Regions from separate parts of the Mus musculus genome. Here all the other regions are linked to region 2. A link is a contact called in public promoter capture Hi-C data. All regions are on one chromosome and are shown on one strand. The core of a region is the stretch at or near the end of the contact, and the rest is flanking DNA. Distances in the headings are between cores, read along the strand shown. Region 1 holds the start of Zfr (zinc finger RNA binding protein). Region 2 holds the start of Adamts12 (a disintegrin-like and metallopeptidase (reprolysin type) with thrombospondin type 1 motif, 12). Region 3 holds the start of Golph3 (golgi phosphoprotein 3).

Evidence for each region. Promoter capture Hi-C pulls out the DNA fragments that hold promoters and counts their contacts.
Region 1: a promoter capture Hi-C map of liver shows a contact between it and region 2, with 5 times the contacts expected there. The contact joins the promoter of Zfr here to the promoter of Adamts12 in region 2. A contact is called at or near these places in 3 of 39 promoter capture datasets (the 3T3-L1 cell line and liver) and 1 of 115 datasets of contacts at active chromatin or transcription factors (astrocytes).
Region 3: a promoter capture Hi-C map of the 3T3-L1 cell line shows a contact between it and region 2, with 3 times the contacts expected there. The contact joins the promoter of Golph3 here to the promoter of Adamts12 in region 2. A contact is called at or near these places in 2 of 39 promoter capture datasets (the 3T3-L1 cell line and hippocampal neurons).

Annotation. Positions count from the first base shown.
Region 1 is chr15:12,115,524-12,119,437 of GRCm38.p6, reverse strand. It overlaps Zfr (zinc finger RNA binding protein), which reads right to left and starts at 1,587. Exons shown (of 20, transcript NM_011767.2): 1 at 1,491-1,587; 2 at 1,100-1,199. The coding sequence starts at 1,527.
Region 2 is chr15:11,063,283-11,066,921 of GRCm38.p6, reverse strand. It overlaps Adamts12 (a disintegrin-like and metallopeptidase (reprolysin type) with thrombospondin type 1 motif, 12), which reads right to left and starts at 2,149. Exons shown (of 24, transcript NM_175501.3): 1 at 1,765-2,149. The coding sequence starts at 1,891.
Region 3 is chr15:12,319,643-12,323,378 of GRCm38.p6, reverse strand. Golph3 (golgi phosphoprotein 3) reads right to left here and starts at 1,883. Exons shown (of 4, transcript NM_025673.2): 1 at 1,423-1,883. The coding sequence starts at 1,647. It overlaps Gm52210 (a long non-coding RNA gene), which reads left to right and starts at 2,801. Exons shown (of 2, transcript XR_003951630.1): 1 at 2,801-3,478; 2 at 3,646-3,736.

The DNA of each region.
Region 1 (3,914 bases), core at 338-2,837, 1.1 Mb before region 2:
CTAAGGTAAATGGGATGAAAAAGCTATCTGAATTTAACCATGATCCTAAATATGCTAAGGCACACATAAAACTGTATGCTTACTGCATGAACCAAGCGACTAGCTGTCTTACTCTGATTCATGACGGTCCAATAAATACAGGGTTTTGCCTCTTGTTTCTGCGATAAGATGTATAAGGAATTACAGCTACTTTAGCAATGACAGCTATCTGGAGGTAGAGGATTCATCCCAGGCACCACAACTACTCGGTATACAGTCACTGGCATTTTCTTTTTCCCCGGGCGGGGCGAGGGGCAGGGGGGAAGACCTCAAAGGAGAACCACCGGTCCACTTGGAGCCGTCCTCAATGGCTCCAAAGGCTACACACGCATCATCTACCCTAGGAACTTCGCACATCTTTTTCGGTCTAACAGCTAAACGATTCACAGGTGGTTGGCATATTAACATCTCCGCGAGCAAGAAAACCCAAAGGGAATGAGATGGAGGCGATGACGCTGGCAAAGTGGCAGTTAATCTGAGGGGCTGGGGGCAGGGGGGTGGTTGGTGGCGTCGGGGACCCAGGGCCAAGGGAAGGTACCGACAAAGACCTGCTGTGTGATCTGGGCTCCGGGGGCGTCGCGGTAGAGGCCGCTGACTCCGCACTCCGCGCGAGGCCCCTCGGCTCACTCTCTCTCCATTCCCCGAGCCAAAGGGAAGATAAGAGGTGGGGGGGTGACAGGGTGGAGGCGGGGACCCGGGAAGCCGAGGGGCCGCAGCGGGCGGCTCGGCTCCGCTCCAAGGCCGCGGGAGGCCATTTTACCTCCGGGGCCGTCCAAGGCCCTCCACGTCCCCAACCCCTCCGCAGTCATCCCTCCCCCGTCTCGGCCCCTCCGGGGGCCGCTGTCCGCCGGAGCCGGAGGCCGAGTGCGACACGGCAGGGAAGGGCGGGTGTGGGGAGGGTGCGGGGGGCTCCCGGCCGCGCCTGCCGCGGGGACCCGGGCTCTCGGGGCGGTGCGGCGGGGGCGGGGGCGGATGCGGCCGCGGGGCCGGAGCGTCGGCGGGAGCCGGACCGCGGGGCGCGGAGGGAAGAGGAAAAAGGGAGAAGGCGGGGAGCCGTTACCTATACTGGGCCGCAGCCGCCGCCGCCGCCGCCCCGCTGTGGGTGAATCCAAAGTAGTTGCCGGTCGCCATTTTGGCATCTTCCCCCAGCCGGCTGGGCACTGCGGCGGGCACGGAGAGTCAGGTCCCATGGCGGGAGGGCAGCCGTCAAGGGGTCGGGGTGCCGAGGGATGGCAAGGGAGAGAAAAGGGGCCGTGAGAAGCCGCCCTGGCCGGCGGGGACCGCGGCCGCGCCGCCGTCCGCCTCCCTCCCCGCACTCCCTCACTCACTCGCACGCCCGGGTGGCGGCCGCCGCCTCCTCCCCGGAGCTGGCCCCAACCCCCGCGCCTACCCGCCGCCCAGGGCCGGGGCAGGGCATGGCAGAGGCCTCCACGGGCCACATTTAGACTCACCATAGGTGAAAGAAACTACAGGGCATATGGGAATCATGGGCTCGGGCTGCTGCTGCTGAACTCTGAACTCTCACCCGCTGCCTCCCTCCTCTGCCCCACTCCTCCTCAGCGGAGAACAGACCGCCGCCGCCGGCCGCACCGCGCAAGCGCGCTAGTGCGATGCATCCTGGGAGATGTAGTCCTTACGCCCCGCGCCAACCCCCCCACCCCCCACCCGGGGGCTGGCGCAGGGCCCCCCGAGGAGCGGATTTCTGGGGTGCGGATGTGGGGTTCTCTCGTGGGACTACGGGCCCGGCCTTATCCTAAGCGATGGTGACTCGCACCCGCTGCAGGGAGGCTACAAGGCGGAGGAAGAGCGCCTCGCTCGGCCGCGGGGGAGTCGGGCAGCGTGACCAGATAGCGTGACGTCTGTTGGCCTTTTCGCCGCCTTACTTTTTCACCGGTTTCCTTTACTTTTGCGGCTGCGTTTGTTCTCTCTTTCAGCCCTCCTCTCTCCTTTAATTTCCATTAACATTTGAGCTGGCCTAATTCCTGTTGCTTGTCACTGGCCTTTGGAAAGGGGAGGAGACAACGATGGGGGGGAAAAGAGCAGAGGAAGTGCTGCACCAAGCATCTGCCCAGAACCCTGCCTGTCACAGGGGTCACACATTTTGCCAAGACCCCGCCCCACCTCACAGACAAGGAGCCTTTCAGGGTCATGTTGGCGGCCCCCAACAAGGTGTTGGGCGTTGTAGATGCCAGAAACGAAACGTGACATGTTGTAGGAGCAAAACAAAATCCCTGTTCACATGGAATTTTTGTTCTGGGAAGTCTTATGACACACTAGAGCCAAAAACATAGAAAATGTGGTGGGTGGGACTGGAGTATTAGGAATAAAAACAGGACAATGAAGATAAGGGGAGTTCGGGCGGTTAGGGCAAGCCCTGGAATAGAGACCTGACAGAAGCAAGAAAACCACCCAGGTAGCTACCTGGAGGAAGGGCAGTGGAGAAGTCTATAGAGTATCAAGGAAGTCACTCTGGCTAGAACTGAGTGCGGGGATGACCAGTTCAAATGTCTTTGTGAGAGTCTTAGATTTCCTGGGTAGAGGGGCATACACCTATAAATCCCATCATTGGAGAGGCTGAGACAGGAGGATTTCCCAGAGTTCTAGACCTGCCTACACTACAGAGGGAGACAGTGTTTCAAAATAGAAACTACCCACCTATTCACTCCTTACCTGAGCTTCAAAAGAGTGCCAGGTCTCCCTGGGTCAGGATCAATACTTTATAAATAGTTCTTTACTGCATGCAACTGTGTCTTCATTACAGATGCTTTAGTGTTATCTCTGTATTGTCTCAGGCCATTTTCAGTCACACCTCCCCCACCTCCACCCCCCCCCCCCCCGCCCATTTCTTTTCTACTGCTAGGGATGGAGCTGAGATGACCTGAGCTAGCGATCGTTCTCTCTCTCTCTCTCTCTCTCTCTCTCTCTCTCTCTCTTCTCTCTCTCTCTTTCTCCTTTAGTTAGGGTCTTGCTGGCTGACCTGGAGACCTGGCACTCACTATACTGCTTCCGCTGGGCTCTCCCTCCCCTTCCATCCCCTCTCCCAGCCACTCCTGGACTGATTTCTGTCGTCTTGCTCTTACCCTGCCTCCACCAAGGCCTAGGAAGCGCTGCACCTCACCTCTCACCTGCCTCGTGGCCATCCAGCAGCCCCCTGCTGCTTATCTCTTAAGTCTGATGAGCCTTAAAACAGTCAGAGTGAATCAGAACTCACCCGTGGAAATCAGCGCTTTAGTCTACCTAAGGCAAACATTGCCTCAGTCCCCACTGGCGTCAACCCCCACACCTCCTACAACAGTACAGGTTCTGAGAACCTGCCTGGTTTGTCTTTTTTCTCATTTCAAAGGGAAAATGTAGGGCTTTGGGGGAAAATCAGTGTCATTGTTTTCGAGAACACTGATGGTTCCCAATTGTGTTGCTAAGGGGGAAAAAAATCTCCTACATATGGGGCATTAGAACTGTGTTGAAAAGGTGACTTGCCTTGAACTTCACGGAACAATGAAGTCTCTAGGCTAGCTAAGCAGCCAGCTGCTTCCATAAGCCTCACCACTAGTAAGCTATTTGCATTAAATGGGAGGAGAAGAGTCGGGTGGCAATTGTTGATTTCTGTTAAGGGCTGGCTTTCTGTTTGGCTGCTTGTCTTGAGAGGATAGAGTTACAGTGTTGATAACTTACACTGAACTGAAGTAGAAACTGGCTTCTTGGTGGTGATGGTCCTTCGGGGTGTGACAGGCTAGCCTATAGTAAGTACTTTAGCTTGCCCTCACCTTGTTTAGGAAAGATGTTTGGAGCAGACTGAAAGAAAAAAAAAAGATCTGGGTCTTGGGGGAGCTAGCAGGGGGATATTCTGATTAATGTTATTTAACTTTTTGGAGCCT
Region 2 (3,639 bases), core at 900-3,399:
ATTAATGAAGACTGATGGAAAGATTAATGCTTTTAAAAACTGAAGGCATTTTTAAATCGAAATACATCTGCATGATTAATAAGTTTAGTGGACTTTAAAGCTACTTTTGAATATCAATTACTCTCAGCATATCCCCCAAAGGTCACTAGGGAAAAGAGTCACAGCCCACTTTCCAGAGCAACAAGGCAGGCCCAGCAGTGTCTGCTGTACACCAGGATGAATTTTCCCTTACAAATATGCGAAGCAAGCAGAGCTGGAAAGCTCACCCAGGAGAATGTGTCTTTGAAGGAAATCATCTCCGCATGCCCAGGGAAGTGCTGGTGGGCTTTGTTTGTGCTGCCCCAGAACAGGGACCTTTCACAAAGGCACTGTTTTTCAAAGAACAACAAAAGCTGCTATTTTAAACTTGGGGGCTTGAGATGGTATCTGGACCATTTACACAAACAAGTGCTGGCTGATTGACATCTAACCCCAGTGTTTGCCTACTCTGGCTTCCAAGTAAAGCAAAGGGAGAGAGGGATTTTCATCTGGTTGCTCTCTAAGCCACCGCAGAGGAATTCTTAGGCAGCATTTCACTTTGCAGCGTGGGCAAAACACACTGCTAGCAATCCCTTAAACGTGGACAAGTGCGTGTATGCATGTGAGTGTGTGTGTGTGTGTGTGTGTGTGTGTGTGTGTGTGTGCGCGCGCGCGCGCGCGCGCGCACATTATCCCTGCTATTGCTATCATTCTATGGCTGCATGATTTTAAGTAGGATACCTGGCTCAAGAATGTGCTTCATAGTTAAGCTCATAAGGTCCCCAAGTTCCAGTGTCCCCATTTGTAAACTAGGCATGGTAGCCATAGTACCAGAACCCCAGAAGGACATTGTCAGTAGTGGGAGGGGCTGGCAGGCCATCCCGGAGCTCATACACTCCCCATCTCTCCAAGCCTCCCAGCCCCCCTGCTCTGACAACACCTTGAAGTTGTAGTCCTCTCTGAACATGAAACTCTTCTAGGTTCAATTTCAAACAAACAAACAAACAAAGGCAACGGCACCACTTTGGCCTGGGCATTACGGATGAAGATGATGACGACCCCACAACAATACTAATAGGAGGAGTGAATTCCAATATAAACCATCTTCACGGTCTCCCAGTGCTTTCTTTCAGAATACACGCATGCGTCACTAAATTTAGACAGAGAAAAGTCTTTTTTTTTTTTTTTTTTCGAGACAGGGTTTCTCTGTGTAGCCCTGGCTGTCCTGGAACTCTGCAAAGCAAGACAGACAACCGGGAGTCCCCAGGAGGCAAATTTCTCCCCAGTAGGAATGTCATTTGAAAAAAACAAAACCCTAAATCTTTCCAGGAAACCAAAACACAGCCAAGTGTGCTCAGCAGGAGGCCAGAATAAAATTTCTACCTTCCAGACTTAAAATGAAGTTTTAAATGAAGGAAACATTTGCCATGACTGTCCGTGACCAGCTGGGTCTCTTTATTAAAAATAATTTCCCATGTCACAGTCTGCAAAGGGGGGAAGCGGAAAGTGGAGGGGAGGGGCTCGGGGAGCGAGCGTACTCTTGGGTCTTTCCAAGCAGGGTGTCACCCCTGAGTGTGCACCCTTAAGCCCTAGGAGAGAAGGAAATCCGAGCCTGAGCACACAGCAGTTTTCCTTAGACAGGCCAGAAGGCTTAGAGTTCAGCCCTGCCTGGTGGGGGAAGGGAACAGACCAAGTTCCACTGTCCTACTCCACTGTTAGAAAAACAAATAAAGAAAAGCCACTAACCTTGCCTCGGGTCTGGGAAGCGAACCGGCCAGGGCTGAGTTTGTCTCCCGTGGCAAAAAGCCCCAAAATTAATAAGCTGAGCCACGATCGAGAGCTTGGCCAGCCAGCTCCCCCGAGCACATGGCATGGTTCAGTTGTTGGGGAGAAGAAAAGTTTTAAAAGTTTTAGCTCTCAGCTGCAGATATCCAGTCCTCGCCTGTGTCCGCACAGAAAGACGCCCGAGAACATGGTCCAAGCATGGGAAGGGAGCGGCCCGCAAGCTGACCAGGAGGCTCTAGTGGCTTTTTGAAGCCGATGGGACCAGAGAGCTTTTATTCTCTCCCTGTCCTGAAAGGGGAGTGAATGAGCTGACAGCTTCTTCTTCCTGCGGGCCAGAGCATGGACTGGGTCAGAGCCAAGGGGCTCAGCCCACCCCAGATCCCCACCCCTCTGCTTCCCCACCCGACAGGCCTCCAGCCAGCTAACACATTTTCCTTGGGGACGCCCTCCTCCCTCAAGCTCCTCCCTCCGGGCTCAGAGCCTGGGCATGCGGGCCAAATAGGGGAGACCCTAGACAGCTGGCCAGGAAGAAACTAGAGTAAGAGCCGTCAGAGGCTCCTAGGACAACACGCCCCCCCCCCCATCTCCTTTACACAGGATGAAATGTACTTACAAATAGTGAGTTATGGGCCAGAGGGGACCCTACTCAGCATCCTTCTTAGCTCCTCCCAGACCCTGAATGTACCCTATTCTGTCAAGACTCCCCACCCTCTAGCAACCTCTGTGCTCTTCTTCCAGGGCAGGCTAAGATTTCCACTTAACAACTAATAAGCAATTTTTTTCTCTTTGCCAAGTCACACAGGAAATGATCCAAGCTAATCTGCTGTCTTGACCCTGGACAAGTCTCTTCCTCTGCAGGAAGGGGTACGTGGATCAAATGCTTGAGAGGCCTTCTGTGGCTATAGGTCAGTGCCTGCTTTCTTTTCAAATCCTACCCTCTCTCTGTAATACCTCCACCAGCAGCACACTAGCAACATGCAGAAAGATTTCAGCCCCAACAGGGGAAGGCCTTGAGCATAGGCAGTGGCAGCTGCAGCAGTGTGTGTGTGTGTGTGTGTGTGTGTGTGTGTGTGTGTGTGTGTGTGTGTGTATGAGTGTGTGTGTGTATATGTGTGTGTATGAGTGTGTGTGTGTATGTGTGTGTGGTGTGTATGTGTGTGTGTGTGGTGTGTGTGTGTGTATGTGTGTGTATGTGTGTGGTGTGTGTGTATGTATGTGTGTGTGGTGTGTGTATGTGTGTGTGTGGTGTGTATGTGTATGTATGTGTGTATGTGTGTGTGTATGTGTGTGTATGTGTGTGTGTGTATGTGTGTGTGTGGTGTGTGTGTGTGTATGTGTGTGTGTATGTGTGTGTATGTGTGTGGTGTGTGTGTGTATATGTGTGTATGTGTGTGTGTGGTGTGTGTGTGGTGTGTGTGTGTATATGTGTGTGTGTATGTGTGTGTGGTATGTGTGTGTGGTGTGTGTGTGTGGTGTGTGTGTGTGTATGTATGTATATGTGTGTGTGGTGTGTATGTGTGTGTGTGTGGTGTGTATGTGTGTGTGGTATGTGTGGTGTGTGTGTGTGTGTGTGTGTGTGTGTGTGTGTGTATGTGTGTGTGTTTGGAGTATCCATTCAGATACTCACTTTCTCCTCATTGAGAGAATGTCACAGAGCAGGAGTTACCAGGCATCTTGAGAATGATCCAGGATAACCCAGCCAAAATTCTTTACCTCTGGGTTGAAACAAACACCCCCCACCCCCCAGCCCCCCCGCCGCCCTTATTCCATTCAGAAGGAATTTGGCCTCATGTATGGAGGGCTCTTTGGCTGACAGCCAATCACACACCTTCAGCA
Region 3 (3,736 bases), core at 634-3,133, 1.3 Mb before region 2:
GGAGGGAAGGAAAGATAAATGTGTATTACAAGAAGCCTGCTTTCAAAATCTAATTACTTCCTAAGTGAATGCTCTCTAAAATCGCATTGCCACACACTAACATCTAGCTTTTCACTCCACAACTAAAAATGAAACACACACCACCGCATTCCTCATAATAACTGTAATTAAACAGGTACTGTGCCCCTTTCACAGCCTGAGGGCCATTAAGTGTCTTCAAGCTGAATGGTATTAAGGCATCAAGAAGCACTTCCCTGGGTAGTATCTAATATCCGGGAACCACAAACAGTCCCTGGAAAAACTCAGCTCTCTACCGCTGCTAAGTCTGAGGAACTAAAAAACTGTTTTATAGGATGAACTGAGTTTTGTTCTGGTTTGTTTCTTGTCCTCCTTCCTGAATTCTGAAAACGTATTTAAAAACAAGATCCAATACCTTTCTGTCTGACTCTCAAAATGTGTTGTCTAGAGTTTCCACACTGAAACGAAACAAACTTCCGGGCCACCTCATCATACATGATTTATGAAACATCCAATCCTGCAAGTCTGCCCTTAAAAATAATCATCTTTAGAGATGGATGGGTATTAATAAAATCAATCAAACATTAACTACAGAATCCAGACATTTAAAAGACGGACACTTGCACTTTTTCAACTTATATGTGTGAAATTCCTAAATATCTGGGGTGACCTTTCCAAACGTCAGAACACAACTTAAGCCTACCTAAATCTTTGCAGTCTTTCATCAAAGCGCAAACTTGGTATTCCTCCCAGCTCTTCACAAGCCCTCCCTTAAAATGGCAAAACGGAAAGGACGACAGCAGATCTAACCGCAAAACTAACTCATCGCTCGCTCAAACCAAGTTCATCCAAAAAGTAACTTCCTAGGTTTTATATCAACTTAGTATTGACTTTTTAAAACAATACCCAGTAAAAACAACTTTGCTAATTTCTTAACCGCGCGCCGCAACTCAAGTTTTACATAAGAAAGAGGGCCGACAGCAAGTAGATCCGCGAACCTCTCCCGGGTCTTAAAACCTGCAAAAACTCAATACTTGGGAGCCGCGGTAGCCCCGAGTCTTTAGATCTCAACAGTCTTGGGTTGGAGTTGCCATTATTTGCGGCAGACGGCGAAGAAGAAGAAACGCAAAGATCGCCAAGACTTCGGAACTAAGAGTGCTTGTGAGCAGAGGACGGGAAAACCCAAGCGAGCACTTGGTACCGGGAGGATCGGGAGCACTCGGAGCGCAGCCGGAGAGGGCTGACTCCCACACTCCTTGGGACGAGAGGGCGCTCAGGGGCGCGGGGCTCCGGAAGCAGGGACAGGTGAGGCCTCGGCCAGCGCCCACCCGGGCCCCACCTGGAGCCACCCGGGTCCCGCTGCCACCCCGGCTGCCACCCCGGCCGGGGCCGCGGCGCCCGCACCTCTCGGTCCTTGAGGCCCAGCAGGAGCACCTCCTCCATCAGGGTCAGCCGCGTTTCCTTGGAGTCGCCCTTGTCGTCGTCGTCCTGCTCGTCGCGGCGGCTCTGCGCCTCGTCCTCGCCGCTGCCGCCGCCGCCTCCCGCCGCCCGCTCCTTGTCGGCAGCGTTCCGGGAGGCCTCGGTGCGCCGCTGCACCAGGCCCGAGCTCCGCTGGGTCAGCGAGGTCATGGCTCCCGCACAAGAGCCGCGCCGGACCGACAGGGACGCGGGACCGGCCGGCTCTCCCTCACGGCCCCGGCCCCGGGAGCTTCCGTGTTAATTCTTGGAGCTGGGGCGATGTCCGTGGGCTGCGGGGCCGAAGGCGGTCATGAGGAGCCGGAGCTGGGCGAAGCCGGCGGGCCGGGCGTCGATGGGGTACACAAGGGAGCCTTCAGCCCGCGGCTGTGGCCCCCCACACAGCCCAGGAGCCCGAGCGGAGGCGGCGGCGGCGGTGGCGCTTCCCAATATGGCGGCGCGCGCTGACGTCACCGGAGGATGTGGCAGCGCCGGCGCGGGGCGGGGCCGGGGTGCCGGAAGCGGCGCGAGCGGGGGGCGTGGCTAGCCGCCTCCCACTTCGGCGGACACTTGAGCTTCTGGACTCGCTAGTGGCCCTGAGTCTGGAGACGAAAGGTTTGCGATCGGTGACCTGCCCGGCTTTCATCCGCCTCTCAGTTCACTCTAAAGGTCCGGCCTGGCGCCAGCGACCAGTGAGATCTCTCCTGGATCCCAGAAGCCGAGGCCAGGCTAGGGCGGACCCCACTGAGACCTCAGCATCCCTGGGGATCAGCCACTATAGCCCGGGTCCTCACTACCTACGGGGAGGACTTGGCTCTTCGCCTGTGAAACTCCCGAGTTTCAAAAGGAGTCATCTACACTCGGGCGTTTAAAGCTGTTCATGTACTGTGCTCTGGCGTAGAGAGGTTAAACAAATTGACGAATTGTGTTTGTAAAACTTTCCTACCTCCGACTGCGGCTGTAAAGTGGTCAGGGCGCACTGTACTGTTAGGACAGCCGACCTTAGGATTCTTTTATAGCGACAGTAAACCTCTTGAGTTTCATGCCACGTCTTTGTAGCCCTAAATCTATTTTCGATGTAATTACTAGGTTCAATCCCTTTGGCAGTTTGTGCAAATCAAGTTAAAGGAAAAACTGCCAAACCTGAGAAGGGTTTGGAGAAGTAGAAGGGCGGGTCTTATGAGAAAACATTATCCAAAAACGGTATCGTAGGTCTGTCCAGTATTATTTAAAATAAACAGTAACCATACGCAGTGAGTAAGCCAGGTTTAGACAGAATATTCCCCGCGCCCAAATACGTTGTCTCAACTCCTACGGGGACAGTAAGTCCCAGTAGGTCCTCCCACCCACAGCCCCAAGCTACCTTCCCTTTTTCCTGAAAAAAAAAAAAAAAAAAAAATGTGTCCTCAGCCAGTTTCTCCCATTCACGTCACCTTTTTGTTCCTTCACCTTTCTGGTCATTCTTTGCCAACTGACTTTAAATGTCCTTTGTAAATTAAATGGTTATTTAACTCAGAAGGTTAAATCCAAAAAGCACAAAGCTGTGCGTACAGGCTCTGCCTGTTCGGCTAGTTGCTCCTGTCCCTGCGGAGATTTTTTTTTTTTTTTAAATGGGGTAAGATGTGAAGCTTCGTTGGGGAGGTAGTCAGTGGGCACAGTACTTGAGGACAAATTAGAAACTGGCATCTGGGAGGCAGAGGCAGATTCCTGGAGGCTTCCTTGCCAGTGAGCCTCGCCACATGGGCAAGCAAATGGGTAAGTGCCTAGGTCCCAATAAGAAGCCTTGCCTCAGAAACAGTGTGAGGGCCCAGCGAATGGCTCAGTGGGTCAACAGCTTGCTGAGCTAGCGTGAGGACCAAAGTTCAAATCCCAGCACTCATGAGCACCAAGTACATTCCTGTAATAGCAGCCTTAGGAAGCTAAGAAAGACAGATCCTGGAAGCCTGTGAAACAGTTAAAGAGGATGCCTGAGGTCAACGTCTGGCCTCTACAAGTTCATGAACAGGTAAGAACAGCAGACATAAAACACACACTAGATAGATAGATAGATAGATAGATAGATAGATAGATAGATAGATAGATAGATAGATGAGATAGGAGCAGTACCTAAGGAATGATCACAATTTGTTATTTGCTTTGGTTTTGAGGGCTTTTTGTTTGTTTGTTTTTTAGTTTTGGAAACAGGGTTTATCCTGCCTCTGCCACAAGCTGGGACTAAAGGCGAGCACCAGCAGCACCCAGCTGCAGTTGTTTTAAATGTGAA